Linked DNA regions of Gossypium hirsutum: region 2 is linked to region 1. Evidence: chromatin contacts called from public Hi-C data. All regions are on one chromosome and are shown on one strand. Each heading gives the region's core, a stretch centred on a gene start, on an enhancer-like site or on the middle of the called end of the contact. The rest is flanking DNA. Distances are from core to core; before and after follow the strand shown. Region 1 overlaps LOC107909022 (a long non-coding RNA gene). Region 2 overlaps LOC107909019 (a long non-coding RNA gene).

Region 1 (4,901 bases), core at 1,170-3,669:
AGAAATATATAGGGCCTTCTGATATCCTTCTGGAATTCTAGTAACTCACTGAGGTGTTTCTCCAACGTAAGAATAGAAGTTTGATTTTTTTTTTTCGGGGGGGGGGGGTTGTTACTGGGTAAACGAAACATGTAAAGAAGTGAGATAAACGGGATGGTAGTGAATGTGAGGAATAAAGTAGAAATATAAGCTCTATACTTCCAGTAACCTTCTGGCACTAACATCATATTCAGTGGAAGAAGAGACTCAAGGAAAGTTCTGATGTTATGTAACTTCTAGCTGGTGTTACGTGTTCTATAGTATTTCTGTCTTTAATTTTGTTTCATTGTTGAGCTTTCTGAAGAACCTCCTAGTTGCTGGGGTCTTAAGCTGTTTATATTTTATTTAGTTATCTGGCTGAGATGTTATCTTTTAGCTTTTGATTGGTTGGCTTTTGTACTGTTTGTCTTCCTTGCATTACATACTGGCCAACATCTATGACTGATTCTTAAGTCCTGTTGAGATGAGATAAGAGGACATCTGAAATACAATATGCTTGAGTTGAATTTTTTGATCCCATGTTTGCTTGATAAGCTGACATAAAGAAGCATCCTTCAACCTCCAAGTTAATCGCAACCTTGTAAGGAGTATGAACCTTATTCTTAATAAGCAATTTTATTCAGCTCAAGAGACATAATGTTAATTATCAAGGTCTGCACTTTTTTGGATACATGATTTTGCTCTGAAATGGGAAGTGGAAAGATGAGGTTGATGCTAATGTTTTGCCATTAAGTATATTCTGATATATACACACAAAATCTGAGATACCTTCTTATGGTGGCAGTTACTTGCATGGTGCAGTAGTATTTTCATTCGATATTTGTGGTTCTGAGTTATACATAGCTGCCTGCATTTTCATAGACAATTTGAACATACTTTATATGAGTCATATTTGCAAAATGACATCCTAACTTGAATGTGGTATTTGGCAGCTTGAAATCCAGCAAAACATCAGCATTTATTTCGTGGGCACATGATGATAAGAAACCTCTTTCAAAGTTGGGAAGCAGAGTTTTGTATAAACATGGAGAATTGAGATCAGTATGGGTTATGTTTAAGAAAGTTCTAGTCTTGTATTCAGCATTATATGTACATTTATCTGAAGTTTTTCACAGCTTTGTTTATCAATGACAGCTTACTCTTACTCTTTTCATACATTCTTTGGTCCCTGCCCAATCCTCTTTCATCCCAACTCTATGCAGTTTTGTATTGGAAGAGATCAGTAAGTAGAATCAATGAAGAAATGTCATAGAAGTTCAGTTTACTTAGCTATGATGTTCTCAAGAATACGATCTTTTTATGGACCTTCCAAACAAAGAAAAAGTAAATGACTATGTTATAGATATGCTGTGATGTGACTGTTGTTTCAACTAGGGAGTAAAGTGTATGTTGTTTCCTCTCATTTCCCCTTTGCCCCTTCCTCCCACCCCTATCTTCTCCATTTTCCCTTCCTTTCTTTCCTTCTTCATCACCAGAGTTCTTACCGCCTCTTATGTTGGTTCTCGATTCTTCCTCAATGGAAGATCTTATTGAGGCACTTTACCTCTTCCTTGGATGTGATTGTTTTTCTTCCTTTCTATAATTGACACCCTGTGATGATTTTTCAGGTTTGCTTGGTCTGTTGTGAGACTCAAAGCCCTATGTTGGATCTTCAGTTTGAAGGTTGATGACATATCGTGTTGGCTTTGATATCACAAAAACCTCGCCGTCGGCAGGTCTCCTTCGTCCCTTCTCATTTGGTATAACCTGGCTTTTGGTTAGCAGGTGCATATCGAATTTCTTTGACGTGTTTAGCTCAGGGCTTTTGTTTTTTTCTTGTTTTTGGAGTCGTATGACCTTTCTTTTTTAATAATATTCACACTAATGAAAATTCGGGGAAGAAAACAATTGCGGAAAGCAAGTTATATATGGTCTCTTCTACATTAAAAAAATAAGTAAATTAATCTTTGTACATTAGATCGAAAAATAAATTAAATTTTTTTGTTAAAATTTTTTTCTCTTTGTACTATTAAAAACTAGCTTAGTTGATAGAATAATTAGACTGTATATTTTATAAAAATTAATTTTTAATAATAAAAATAGATAAAATTTTTAATAGAATGATTAATTTATTTTTTATTTTAACGTATAAAATTTAATTTATTTATTCTTTTAATAAAAAAATTAAAATGTATTTTGACTTCTATTATAACAACTTCCATAATACATTGATATTAACATAGACATAATCCCAGTCCAAGTTGTTGGATTGGAGACTTGAAGCAGCTTCACTGCCACCAGACCGAGCCTTGCAAATGGGCTCTGTTTACTTATGGGTGTTTACTAGCTATTGTTTTGGAAAGAGAGAGAGATGGGAAAAATAGCTATAATCAAGTTGAACGTTTACGTTCTCCAATGAGCAATACGATGTCTTTGGTCCCCGACTGTGGAACTTATGCCACAGGCATATTACGTTGGTATTATTTTTTTCGAAACAATTTATATAGTCATGTTATGTTTTTCATATCATTATCTTATTTCTACAATCCTAGAGCTATCTAAACACACATAGAAGAACCAATGAAAAGTTACCTTGGGTCGAGAGGGTAAAACCAGAGAATATAAAAGTGTAGGGTTTTGTTTGAGAGAATATCCTTCCCCACACACCACACTCAACACAGTGTGGCCAAATGATTTTGAGGCCATTGTTGTTGGTGTCAACATGCCATTGGTGTTCACATAAGCAATAATAATCCAATCTGCTATGTGCCATGCATCTTGATATGATCGATATGTGCTGCCAAATGTCATTAGTCCTTTTCATAAATGCCTCCAAAAACAGGTGGGAGCTGGGCTCCTCCAGCTTTTTAATATGTTCATTTTTGTGGCTTAAACTATGTTTCCTAGTCCATCGACCACTTATTTCATATATCCCCATTATCATCATTATTATGTATATATATATTTGCATAATGATTTATTTACTCTCTACTTTTATCAAAAAGTTATTTTAATTTTTATTTAATTTTTTATTTTCTTTAATTGTTTATCAAAATGGTCTAAAATAAATAGAAAAATTAATGTCTATCTATTTTGTTGATGTAACATTCACGTGAATTGTCACATAGACATCATGTTAACAATTAATTATTTTTAAATGTTAAATATTTAAAAAATTAAAAAAGTATAAAAATTATCAGTAAATATTTCTTAATTTTTTTAAAAAATAATTGATTGCTAACGTGACATACACGCAAATTGTTATGTGGATGTCACATCAACAAAGTTAACAGATGTTTAACTTTTCAATCTATTTGAAGATGATTTAACAAACAATATAAATTTAAGGGTGAGATTAAAAATTAAATAGACACCTAAAATGATTTTTCTTTTAAAAAAATTTTGAAAGGCCAAAGAAGCCATCATGCTTGTAATTCTTATGTTAGTTGTGTAAACTACATATAACACAGATTTTAAATATGTTAAAATTAGAGATTGAAAAAACAATACTATAAATGTGTCATGCTATTTATATTTATTTGTATAAGATGGTAAAATCCTAAATAAAAAGAGAGAACATATAAATAATAAATTAAAATTTTGAAAAGAGGAATAGTAAGGAATCCCCTATGCTACACAAATTAACAAAATTTATGTCACTGAAGTGGGACTTAACTAGGAGAAATAATAAATTTTCTAACATTTAAAAATAAAATGTATTGCACATTTTCAAGTAATGCACTGTGAATATATAATACATCAAATTTTAAGATCTTTTGGCCTATTATCACATTGTTAATTGTTTTATATATTTAAAAATATAACCATTTCCATCATTTGATAGTAATTTTTTTTTAAATTATTTTTTATGAAAGAAAATCTTAAATTTAAAATATTTTCCAAAAATATTATAGTTATTTTTTATTATCTATAATTATCTTAACTGAATTTTAATTAATTTATAAATAAATAGATACACAATAAAAAAAACATAGATATATGTATTGATATCAAAATTCATAATGAAAGTTTAACATTTTTCAAACAAATAGTTTATATTGAAGGTAGGGGGTGAAACTAGAAAATTTAAAATTTTTTTAAGGAGTTAAATGAAAAATTTTTCATTTTAGGGAGGTCGGGTCCTATCAGCCTTAGTTTCTCCCTTGATTGAAGGTTCAATGAAACAATTTAAATATAATTTTTTTAACATAACATAAAATCACTAAGCAAAATGTTAGAATTAAAAAAAAAACCTCTTATCAAGAACATGTTAATTTTATAAAAATAAGGTTCCAAAATGTCAAATGAACATAACACAATCAAATGAAGAAAACATGCATGATAAATGAAAAATTAAAAGATATTAAGTATGAATCCAGAAATAGGAAGATATGATATATATATATAATGGTTAAATATAATGAATTAGTATAAGAAAAATTTTCATAGTATTAGAAGACATTATTATATGTTTAGCATCATAATATTTTATTGGTACTAATTTATTAAAAATTCATGTTTTAATTAAAAATATTGAAATTAATATCCTCAAAAAAAATTCAATATGCAATTTTTTTTATGAAAAAAAAAGAATTGCATATTGAATTTTTTTTATCGAAACTAATTTTTAAAAAATATTTATTAGGAAAGAAGTCTTTTAATATATGAAATTAAATAAATAATTAGTAACAGATTAATATATAATACGTAATTAATGAGTATAAAAACTTAATTATCATAATGTTGTAATTTTGTAACCTCTAAAATTATCTTCTAATTTTGTACTAATATTAAAAAAATACGATCTTATTTGCTCTTTTTGAGACAATACCTAAAACTACCAATAGTCACTCCCTAATCCATAAATAAGAGGATAATGTGCT
Region 2 (4,901 bases), core at 1,496-3,995, 83 kb after region 1:
CAAGCTGAAATGCTTTCTTTGCGATGGTCCACATATGTTAAAGAAATGTCCGAAGAAATCCGCGCTTAAGGAGAAGCCGGTGGGTAAGGCCTTGGTACTTGGTTCGAGCGCAAGGGGTGTCGAAGCCAAAAAGGCCGAAAGCGAGAAGAAGCCAGTGGAGTGCTTCTTGTGTCATGGTCCGCATAGGTTGCGGAAGTGTCTGAAGAAGTCTGTCATCGAGGGGAACGATGGAGCAGACAATGAACCCAAGAAGCTTGGTTCGAGCAAAGGAAAAGCCGAAGCCAAGAGGGCAAAGAGGAGCAAAAAGAAGCGAGTTAAGTGCTTCTTGTACCGTGGTCCGCATGAGTTGCGGAACTGTCCAAAGCAAGCCGGAGTCAAAAGAAAGGCAATGTTTGAGCTTGGTGAGTCGTCAGAGGGGCTTCCACCCAAGGAAGAGGTGAGTTTGTCATCGAACTTAGTGGAGAAAGTTGCGATGAAAACAGTGAAGCTGGGATCAATGAGGCTCAAGTTAAGTGAAGCATCAGAGTTAGCTGAGTCATCGACAAGGCTTCCACCTGTGGGAAAGGTAGGTGGTGCATCAGACTTCAAAGGAAAAGAGGCGATGCATGTGGGACAGTTGACCAGAGTAAATGCGACGAGTAGGACGGCTCGAGTTAAGAAGCGACAGAAGTCGAGGCAAAAATCCCGAAGAAAGGGAAAGGCTAAGGCGTCGAGACGAGACCGAGGCGAATCAAGTCAGTGCCATTCAGAAGTCGCAACGAGGGCGTTGCGAGAATGGGTGGGGGAGAATGTCACGGGCTGCAGTTCAAAGCCCGTGACTAGCGCACCAAATGCATCCAATGGAGGTCTGTTGCTCAGATGGGGATCATTTGGCCTACGAGAACTGGCCCGATTCAAAGAGCTGTTGGACAGGCCTGTCACATTGAAGCCTGATGGGCCTGATAATAAAGATAGGACTATGTAGTCTTAGAAGTTCTAATTGTACACAGCTTCTAATTCTGTAAACTTAGAGTCCTAATTGAATACAGCTTTTAATTGTAGCCATCGGTTTTGGGGGAGCTCAACTATAAATAGAGAGCCTCCCCCTCATTTGTACTCACTCCTGAATTGTTTCATTATTCTTTGTGAATAAGAATTGAGAGCATTTACTCAAACTTTTCTCTCAAGCGTTCTTGCTTTTGTTCATCTTTCAAAGATCGTTCTTATTTCGTTCTTCCGCTGTTCTTCGTGGAAACTTTAAGGGAATTTTGTTGAATCCTTTATTGTTGCGAGTTGAGCTGACTTAGGCGTTTTTACGGTTGAATCCTTTATCAAGGGAAGTTAGGCTGACTTAGGCGTTTTTAAGCCAAGAAACTGCCTAAGGCCGCACGGATGTGTGGGAAAACTCCAAGTCCGTGACATATGCGTGTGGAAATTACATATTTAAACAGATGTGTGTTTAAAACAACATATAATAAATAATAAAATGTATAGTTTGAAACTAATAAAGTGTGTATAATAAAATTAAATGTATAAATAAATAAAAATAAAACCATGGTAAATTGAAGGTTTTCCTAATGTAATTACTATGGGTTTAAATCCCACTATATGTATATTTTTATTTTTTAAAACTAAAATATTAAAATATCCTCGAATAATATAACTTCTCAATTGACTCGTGACACTAACTTAATTAGGGATTTTATTAATAATAAGTAATTACAGATATACAATTGACAAAGATAATAAAGTGTGCATAATAAAATTAAAATTAGCTTTAGTTAGATGGTAAATTTAAGGTTTTACCAATGTAACTGGTGTCGGTTCAAACCCAACCATATGAATCTTTGTTATTATTTTTAAATTAAAAAGACTAAAATACCCTTAAATAATATAACTTATTTTAAATACAAAATGACATTTTTTTTTGTAATTTCCTTAACCAAGTTAGTGCTTAGTTGTCTTGTGATACCAACTCAATCAATGATTTTTTTTAATTAGTATAGATATATCATATTTGTTGATTGAGCCTTAGCTTAGCTGGTGTTATTGCTATTGCAGAACTAGACGGACGTGAGGTCAAACACACTCAAGCACGTTTTTCCTCTTATTTAAGAGTTGAAGAGGAATTATGAGTAGACGTATTTAAGATCTACTTGCTTGGTATAAAAGAAAGGCTATATTTCCTAATTGGTCACCCAACTTTAAGAGTTATTTTTGACAAAGAGAGTTGGAAGCAAGGAGCAAAGGAAAAAGAAAAAGAATGGTGGAAGCAAGGGTGACTTGGAGGGAAAAAATAGGTTGATGAAGAAGATGATGAACACTAACAGGGAGTTAAAAAGGTCAAAATTAATGACATGTCATGCACAATCATTCCTTAACATTGGGCGATCAAAACGATAAATTATTATAATGACAGTGATTAGATTGCAAACTTTTTTATTTGAATGGCATGAAAACACCCAAAAGAAAATAAGAAAACTAGAAATTATTACCAAATTGAACCCAAGGAAATAAAAAGGACCATGACAAATAGGCCTGACCCATAACCTTTAATCTAAACCAGTGGGGACCCTTCACTCAACTTTCTGCCATTTTCTCATATGTATACATGCATGAATTAGGTCCCCATATCTATATAATATAGTTGCTTAATTCCTTATAGATTAGGTGCCATGTTTTAAAAAGGTTACTAGGTGACTGACGACTGACCATCAAGCAAGCAAGCATCACAAAAGCAAAAAATTGCTCAAATTGAAGGCAATTTTGGGCAGTCATTTTCAGATATACCAAATGGGCTGGCTCTTTGGGTTTTTGTCAAGTCAAACACCCCTTTAATAATTGAGCTACTTTGTCTACAAAGTTACAAACCTACCTTCTTTTTATTATTATTATTCTGTAATTGGAAGTTGGAAACACATGGGACAATGCATGATAGGCATTTCCTTCCTTAGATTTTTCCCCAACTCCTCCCAAAAAAAGCTTGAGAATATATACATGTATGAGCTTGCTTCAATTGCAATAATTTGTTGCCTTAATCCAATCACTACTTAAACCTTGCACCTAATGCCTAGTTGTCATCATCAACAATTGGATTTTTTTTTCTAGAGGACATAGAAAAAATACCACAAATACAAAAGGAAAAGCATTCAAATCTAGTTTATTATTTGAAAATTACTTACTTATTCTTCTATGAAAAATCAACAAACTTCTAAGATTTATTTATTAAGGTTGTGTTTGGATACTAAAGAGTAATTCGATAAAAGCGTTTAGTTGAGAAATTGTAATTACATTGTAATTCTCTGTGTCGTATTTGGTGGTACAAATTATAATTCTTTAGTTACATAATTTAACATTTTTTAAAATATTAACTATTATAGAAATTATCAATAATACTTGAGAAAAAAAATTTCTAAACAAGTAAAAAAAATCAAATCAGTATATATAAAATGTCAATTCAGACGATTACTAATAAAAATAGCAAGAAAAATAAACATCATATCTAATTTTATTTAATTGCTCTCCCTCTATAACATTTAACATATAGCCATTATCATCATATGTTGGTCCTTGACCAATTTGTTCATCCTATGAATCATAATATGAATATATATCATTCAATTTATTAGGATCTTCTTTTCAATTTACTCTTTAAAATATGGATCATTCCAATCTCACTTACGAATTAAGTTATGAAGTAAGCAACATACTAGCATCATCTAACCTTGTTTTTTAAACTATATTGAGGTGGTAATGTTAATATGGGAATTTTTTTTGAATAAAAATATCTTATCAACCATATTTCGTAACTTTGAATACCATAATTTAAAGAGTTCGCAATTTCTCTTTAATGTTTGTATCTGGATACATTCTCTCAAATGGTATTGTATCCCACAATATGGTACAAGAAAATTTTTTGAATTGCATAACTAACATCGCTACATAATATTTTCATACAAAAATAGCATGTAACAATTTAAATAATTTACAAGAAAAATAAAATTAAATAACAACAACGTGATGGTGATAATATTAATGGATTATTAGATCCAATTTTTAATCTATTTTGAGATCTCTCCCAAACCACATTTTTTATAGCAGTTTAGAAGTTGAGATGCAAACTAACTAATTTAAAATTAACTTATGTTAGGGTCCAATAGCAACTCAATTTTATAACTATTTTGATAATATTTTGATTACTATTATTCCATACAAATTAAATCAAAATTAATATAAATTTTATAAACATTGGTTTATAAAGTGCTGCATAGTTTTTATAACACTTATTTTAAGATGTTAAAATACATGTCAAAGAATAATATAGAATTTGTTCTGACAAGATTACAAATTCTTAACAAAACCCTAGAAGCCAAGAGTGTTATCCCTAGTATCCTAGTAAAAACAGTGGCTGCTGTGGCTTGGGATGATGGAAAGTGGTGGCAACGACGGGTTTGGGGGCGATGAGGTCTCCTTGCTGGCAGAGGAACTAATACAATTATCGGTTAAAAGTTCAGTGGTGGAACCAAACGAGAAACCAACTCTAATTTGCACTATTTGGACAGAGAAATCTTACAATCTAGATAGTTTCAAAGGGCAGATGAAAAGTATTTGAAAAATAAAGAAAAAGTTTGAGATTCAATCGGTAGGGCAAAACCTATTTATGATTATGTTTGACTTAGAGGAAGATTTAGAAACTATTATAGAAGGACAGCCATGGTTGTTTAGGAAAAGTTTAGTCATCTTTGATCGATTGACTAAACCAATGGAAAGAGATCAGATCAAACTAGTTTCATCCCCGTTTTGGATCAAGATTGGGCCGTGTTTACCAGAATTTGATAAAAAAATATCTCTTGCATGCCATAGGGGTTACTTTTGGAGGTGTTCTCAGATCTGAAGTTAATGGTGAGTTTTGTCGCCTTAGA

What was found. A called contact is a pair of places that touch in the nucleus more often than the background predicts.
Region 2: a Hi-C map of leaf shows a contact between it and region 1, with 2.7 times the contacts expected there. The contact joins two enhancer-like sites. A contact is called at or near these places in 5 of 34 Hi-C or Micro-C datasets (all in leaf).

Annotation. Positions count from the first base shown.
Region 1 is chrD02:67,038,047-67,042,947 of Gossypium_hirsutum_v2.1, forward strand. It overlaps LOC107909022 (a long non-coding RNA gene), which reads left to right. Exons shown (of 6, transcript XR_005910547.1): 6 at 972-1,190. Among protein-coding and RNA genes, the nearest start is that of LOC107909022, 11 kb to the left of the region's middle. Within about 2 kb of position 2,420, at least 9 of the 9 cell types and tissues checked have an H3K27ac peak or open chromatin away from gene starts, as enhancers often do. A contact at or near this core is called in leaf, where this site is marked.
Region 2 is chrD02:67,120,631-67,125,531 of Gossypium_hirsutum_v2.1, forward strand. LOC107909019 (a long non-coding RNA gene) reads right to left here. Exons shown (of 6, transcript XR_005910549.1): 6 at 3,877-4,465. Among protein-coding and RNA genes, the nearest start is that of LOC107909019, 7.4 kb to the right of the region's middle. Within about 2 kb of position 2,746, at least 5 of the 9 cell types and tissues checked have an H3K27ac peak or open chromatin away from gene starts, as enhancers often do. A contact at or near this core is called in leaf, where this site is marked.